Linked DNA regions of Mus musculus: region 1 is linked to region 2. The links are chromatin contacts, called in public promoter capture Hi-C maps. All regions are on one chromosome and are shown on one strand. The core of a region is the stretch at or near the end of the contact, and the rest is flanking DNA. Distances in the headings are between cores, read along the strand shown.

Evidence for each region. Promoter capture Hi-C pulls out the DNA fragments that hold promoters and counts their contacts.
Region 1: a contact with region 2 is called in a promoter capture Hi-C map of pre-B cells, with 4 times the contacts expected there. The contact joins the promoter of Top1mt here to the promoter of Arc in region 2. A contact is called at or near these places in 2 of 39 promoter capture datasets (the 3T3-L1 cell line and pre-B cells), 2 of 484 Hi-C or Micro-C datasets (CD4 T cells and muscle stem cells) and 1 of 115 datasets of contacts at active chromatin or transcription factors (astrocytes).

What each region holds. Positions count from the first base shown.
Region 1 is chr15:75,677,547-75,680,920 of GRCm38.p6, forward strand. Top1mt (DNA topoisomerase 1, mitochondrial) reads right to left here and starts at 1,254. Exons shown (of 14, transcript NM_028404.3): 1 at 1,107-1,254. The coding sequence starts at 1,210.
Region 2 is chr15:74,670,897-74,674,236 of GRCm38.p6, forward strand. Arc (activity regulated cytoskeletal-associated protein) reads right to left here and starts at 1,674. Exons shown (of 3, transcript NM_018790.3): 1 at 1-1,674. The coding sequence starts at 1,476. The coding sequence ends at 286. It overlaps Gm32994 (a long non-coding RNA gene), which reads left to right and starts at 2,117. Exons shown (of 5, transcript XR_003951652.1): 1 at 2,117-2,527.

The DNA.
Region 1 (3,374 bases), core at 4-2,503, 1.0 Mb after region 2:
TAAACAGAGCAGCTCTTGCAAAGTAGCCAGAACTTGGATGCCTGAGGGGTGTGAGGGGTGAGAGGTGTCCCATGAACCATGCAGGAGGGAAAAAGAGAAAAGTGGTGGCCAAAGGTTCCCAGAGATAGGGGTTTAAATCCCATTCCGCTTCTCATGTGGGTCTAGGTGGGGAACAGTTCGGTGGCTGCATGCAGAAGTGCTTCGTGACACGACTCAGGCAGCTTTCCTCCAACATTCAGCCCAATTCGATGTCATAAAATGTGGACAAGCACCTCAGAACCTACACTGAGCGGCAAGCTCATTACCCAAACTGCTAGGCGAAGTCTACGGCCATCCCCATTTCACAGACAAGGACACTGAGATTGGGGCTATAAACAACTACTGTGGCGTGGCGTGGCGTGGGTGACATTCCTTTGTCCCACTGGAGAAGAGTATCAAGGAAGTTACCCCGATGTCCTGCTGTGAAGCCCTGTGTCTTCTCCTAGAGGCCACAACTCAGCCCCATTTGGAGAGTCAGGACAGCCCTGTCTTTCCCCTGGAATTTCTAGAGCCTAAGAGCTTAGCTGCCCCAGTCCGGGGCTGAGCTATCAAAAGCAGGTCAGCAGGTCAGCTGTAATGGCTGGCCCTGGAAGGGCTGTCTTCGCTGTGAACCCACCCACCACTCGGGCGATTAGACCAGGACATCCCCGCTCCCCAAGTGCTGTGAGCAACAATCCCACAACCCAGAGCTGGGCGCTTCCGGGAACCTCAGTACACGAGGGAAAGGTTGAAAAATCAGAATCTCACATATAATCTCAGCCTGGACAGCCATCCCAACCCCTAGGAAGTCCCTCGGGGCAGGCTGGTGACGTAAGGTAGGTATTGAAAGCTAAGGCCACGTGACAAAGAGTGTAAGAATCGTGGAGTGGGCCTGAGACCAATCAGGGAATCTGGGAACCACACTCCAAAGGGACCTCCTCCAAACCAAACGCGGCAGCCTGGAGGCCCAGACCCAATTACATGGGTGACCGATTTTTCCCAATGTGTCCGGTGTGGCCCGGCACAGGAGCAGGATTAGGCAAGTCACTGAGCCCTGTCTCGCCTGAGCTCCGTCCCACCCGCCTTACCCGGCTCTGTTCGCCTTCGCGACCCGGGACACCTGACAGGAAGGGACGCGGCAGGGGACATGCTGGAAACGCCGGCACAGGGCTCTGAGCCACAGCAGCAGCATGCGTGTGCGTGCATGCGTGGGCTCTGCCCGCTTTCCGAGGCCACGCCCTTCTGACAGAGCTCCGCCCCCACACGTCCAGGAGTCCCGCCCTGCCCGCCCACCTTGGGAAGGCGTCCCCAGCCAGGGCCGAGCATTGCCCCTCTCCCAGCGCTTCTACCTGCCATGGCAACCTGAGGAAGTCATGAGTAGACACACTTGGTCAGAGGGCCCTATCTACCCATCTAAGTGGCAAAACACCGAGTACCCACACCTCCAGGAGGACGCAGTTGCAGACACCAGCTGCCCTGCTCAAAGCAACTTCCTCTAGGCGACTGACCAACAGCACTGGAAGTCCTGCAAAAACTGCTGTTGCCTAGGCTCGCCGCCAAGAGACCAGGGCCATAAGCCATAGGCTCCCCCCTTCAACACATTCAGATCTGAAGACATGTGTACCAAGATCTCAAGACATTTGTACCAAGCAACAAAAATCTCCTAATCCGCGGACAGCTGCTCCCCGAGCCAGCAGCAGGCAGCCTTGGTATTTCCACTGAAACAGCACACAGGCCTGCAAGAAAGTGGTGAACAGGAAAGGTAAAAAATGAGACGGAGACCAGCAAGAAAGAGCTAGCCTATCCTGTAGGTCCCGCCCACGGTTACCAACTCACTGGATTCCTACTGACATCTAGCGGCCCGAGGCAGGAACAGAGCCGGGGAGAGGCTAGTGGGCCCCCTGCTGGACACGGCCAGTACTACAAAAAGTTTGCTGAGTATGATCAACAGACCAGCAAGACTTTGGGCATTCCAGGTCTGTAGCTGGCTGTCCAGGACCCTTGTACCCTTGAAGACCAGCTGGAGTTGTGACAGTTGGGGAGCATGGCCTCACAGCGTTCATATCCTCATAGCAGGTAAAAGGAGCCCTGTTTGCAACTGAGACCAGGCTTGAGGAAGAATTTCAGGTAGATGATGATGAATGCTGGAGCTGACAGTCAGACCTCCTGAGCCCAAAGTCCGTCATAAGGCTGTTCTGTGACAGCAGTGTCCACTCACACGTCGTAGCCGCCAACAGAGAGCTGGAGGGTGGGGAGGGCTTCATTGTGTAGAAGCCACAATTCAGGATAAGCAGGGGCATTTGACTTCAATACAAACTCAATGCAACCATCTCATTACGAGTAACATACAAGCGTTTTCACGTCGCTTTCCTCAACTTGATGGGCTACAATGGCCTGTGTCTGCCTGTGGGAGTCCACCATCTGCTCTTTACTAGACAAGTTTAATTTCTCTGAATCTCAGCCTCCTCCAGCACCTCCTCCAGAAAGTCTGATAAGAGCGAGGCAGACACATACACACTCAGAGACTTCAACCGCCTCTCTCCCTGGCGCCCCTGAAACCCACAGCTCAAAACTCCACTGCAGCAGCTGGAGAGATGGCACAGCCAATGAGTGCTTGCTGCACCAGCATAAGGGTCTGAGTTTGAGCCCTAGCACCTATGTTGAAAAGCAAGGTGGCACACTCTTGTAACCTCAGCTCTGGGGAGGCAGAGACAGGCAGAGACAGGCTGGCTTGATGGCCAGCCAGCCTAGCCAATTAGTGAGTTCCAGTAGGTTGACTGACACCTGAGGTTGTCCTCTGGTCTTCATTTGCGCGCGCGCGCGCGCACACACACACACACACACACACACACACATTGTGTGCATGTGAACGCACACCCATTGAAGCTCCACTTCAAGCGAGGCTCCTCTGAATTTCAGCTCGCACCTCCCCAACCATCCACAGCACAGAAAACTGCCCCACCATGGCCCTGAGGTTTGCCAACGGCTCTCACTGTTTCCTTATTATCCGGCCCTCCCCATGCAGATTTTTTTTTTCTCTGCTTCCTCTCAAAGTTCCCCAGATCGCCTGGCTTGTATTCCGGCCAATCTCTTTGAGACTCGTCCCCTGTAGCTCCCAGCTTATTGTAATCTCTTTGAGACTCTTTGCTGCACTGCCTCCCTGGTTCTGCATGCTGCACCAGCCTTGGCAGTACCTAACAAGATCACTCTCACAGCACATATGTCTCTGGGCAGGCTCTATGTCCAGGTCCAGTCCCACACACACACACCGGGGGCCTCCCCTCATCCCACACACACCGCTTTCCCCCCTCCTGTGGTCTTCTCCCGACCTACCACTGCCTTCCCTTTCTTCTCTC
Region 2 (3,340 bases), core at 424-2,923:
TGGTCTGAGAGTGTAGAGGGTGAGGCCAATGGGGCTGGGGGCCAGGACCAGGGCAGACAGATGAGGGGTAGGCGGCAGGTGGGAGCCCTATGGGAAAGGGGCTTCTTGATGTTCAGTCCATGTAGCATGGTTGTGTGGCAGTTGTGAGTCAGGCCAGGTCAGTGGGTGAGTAGATGTCTGGCTGGACAGGGCATCCCTTTGGGAGTCAGCCCCAGCTCAAGTCCTAGTTGGCAAAAGCCACAGGCTGGGTGTGGCAGGCGGGCTGGGGACCCTGGGCTGGCCCCTCTATTCAGGCTGGGTCCTGTCACTGGCTACTGACTCGCTGGTAAGAGCAGGTGTGAGTGCCTCCGTCTCATCCTCTGTGGGCAGTGGGGTGCCAGAAGGCTCAGCTGCCTGCTCCAGGCCGTCCTGCACTTCCATACCCCTCTGGATAAGCTGCTCCAGGGTCTTGGGGAGTGGGTGGCGCAGAAAGCGCTTGAGTTTGGGCTGCAGGGTGCCCACCACATACTGAATGATCTCCTCCTCCTCAGCGTCCACATACAGTGTCTGGTACAGGTCCCGCTTGCGCCAGAGGAACTGGTCGAGTGGTTCACCCTGCTTCTGCGGCAGCTCCAGCTCCCGCTGAATGGCTTCACGGGAGAGTGTACCCTCACTGTATTGCAGAAACTCCTTCTTGAACTCCACCCAGTTCTTCACCGAGCCCTGCTTGAACTCCCACCACTTCTTGGCTGGCCCATTCATGTGGTTCTGGATCTGGGACAGCCAATATTCTTCAGAGCCACCCACCTGCCGCAGGTACTCTTCCAGGTGGCTCAGGAACTCCCGTGGGTCCTCGAAGATCTGTGTATCCACACCAGGGCTCGGTTGCCCATCCTCACCTGGCCCCCAAGACTGATATTGCTGAGCCTCAACTGACTCCTGTTCAGGCAGTTCTCCTGCGGCAGGTGGCGGGGTGATGGCATAGGGGCTAACGGTATAGTCATAGCCATCAGCTTCCTGGCAGTAGGGCTCTGGACCCCCCACACCTACAGAGACAGTGTGGCGGGCCGGCTCGCTGCCCACTGGGTATTTGCCGCCCATGGACTCCAGGCGGTCAGCCCACCTCTCCAGACGGTAGAAGACCTCCCTCCACACGTGCATCTCACGCTTGACCCAGCGCTCCAGGTTGGCGATGGTCTCCTGGCAGCGGCAAAGACAGGCCTTGATGGACTTCTTCCAGCGCTGTGAGTCGCCGGTGGGCACGTAGCCGTCCAAGTTGTTCTCCAGCTTGCCCACCGACCTGTGCAACCCTTTCAGCTCTCGCTCCACCTGCTTGGACACTTCGGTCAACAGATGCCGGTGGGTCCTCCGTACGTGTTCCAGCATCTCAGCTCGGCACTTACCAATCTGCAGGATCACATTGGGTTTGGCGGCCGGCCCACCCCGCGGGGCAGGGTAGGCGTGGAGGCCGCCGGTGGTCATATGGTCCAGCTCCATCTGGTCGTCGGTGCTGCGGCTCCGAACAGGCTAAGAACTCCTCTGAGGCAGAAGCCGGAAGGGAGCAGAGCCGGCGGCTGCAGCGGCAGTGGCAGGTGTGCGGTGCCGGAGGAGCTTAGCGAGTGTGGCAGGCTCGTCGCCGCTGAAGCTAGAGAGGCCCAGAGACTGCGGCTGCGGGAGAACTCGCTTGAGCTCTGCACCGAAACCGCCACCAGCGGCTATTTATGCTGCGCGGGGCCCGTGGGCGGCAGCTCGTGGAGCCCTGGCTCCCATTGGCGGCGCCCAGGCTCCGCGCCAGAGCCCGCCCGCGCCCTCTCCTGCCGCAGGCCCCGCCTTCCGCGCCTACTCGCTCCCCTCCCGTGGGTGCCCTCAAGGACCCGCCCCTTCACAGCCCCGAGTGACTAATGTGCTCTGCTGCGCGCCTCCCACCGGGAGGGATTTTGGGGACCGGAGACACTCTCCTCTACCTAGTCCTGGGCAGCGAGGATGAGGCTAAGGCAGGTTATTACCTACTGTTTGCCCTGGGGCCTCATGATCTCTTTTCTTAGGGAGCAGCTGGACGTTACCCCTCTGAATCTTTGATGCGCCCATCCTGACTCTTGCCCATCCTGACCACACAGTATGCAACTTCAGAAGTGCCTGGTAGGAATCTCTCACTCCAAACCCTTCTATCCTCAGCTGCCTTTGGTTAGCGGGACACACACACACACACACACACACACACACACACACACACACACCTACTTCCTGCCCAACCTTGCCCCAAGAGTCATAAGTCCAAATCCTAGCCTGGTCCAATATTGTTCGGGAACTCCACTCAGGCAAGGCTTTTTCTGGACCCCTTCATAGGTTTGTGGACACTGAGTGGCCCTGTCTGTGTGTCAGTGGCTGAACAGGGCCGCAGTGCCCTGAAACAGATGTATCACTTGAACCTGTACAGACACTGGGGTAGGGCATAGGGATATCAAGATGTGTAGGCAACATTGCTGAACCCTGAAGTCCCTAGGACCCAGCCACAACTGGACCAGAAGCTTCTCAAGCCTTCCAAGAGGTTAGTCCGGAGGAAGGAGGGAGGGAGAAGGAGGAAGGAGGGGAAGGAGCCTGCAGAGGAAAGCAAGATGCCATATAAGGAATGGGGCTCCGGAAGCTGAGATTCCCTCTAGAGGGAGGCCCCTTCCGATTCCCTGGCAACAGCCAACAGCGCTGTGGTGCAGTGGGGGAGGGCATCCTTCTTGACTTACACCAAGCCAGAAACACAGGTCTAGGTCTCCCATTTCCTGATGTTACTTGGGGACATATCACTGCCCACAGCAGAAGCCTACAGGGGCCCACAGACACATGGTGCCTGCAAGAACCCCCTTTCCTCTCTGCCAGCTCCCCCTCTCTCACACTCATACATACACACTGAACACTCATACCAACCAGCACTTAGCCCACTCACACCCTTCCATGTAGACTCATGCCCCCCACTCACGGCCCTCTCTGTGGACTCATGCCCCCCACTCATGGCCTTCCACACACACACCAGTGGCCCCCACTTGTAATCCACGTGTACTCACATCTCAGCTTCTCCCACCCCACTTTTGCTCACACACCTACAGAACTCTCCTAACCTCATATCCCTCAGAGCCCCCTCCTCTGTTTTCAAGAAGCTTTGGGGAGCCCTGCCTCTCTTAGAGCCAACCTGTCCCCCCTCCCCCCCCCCTCCACACACACACCCAGGGCTTCCATCCCTGAGAGGAATGTCTTTCTGGGGGAAAAAAAACTCCCCTAAAATGGCTCTCCTGGCATTTCTAATTAGAGGTGAGTAGGCGGACACAGAAGGCAGGCAGAGGGGCATCACTGCAGGGAGGGGAAACAAGCA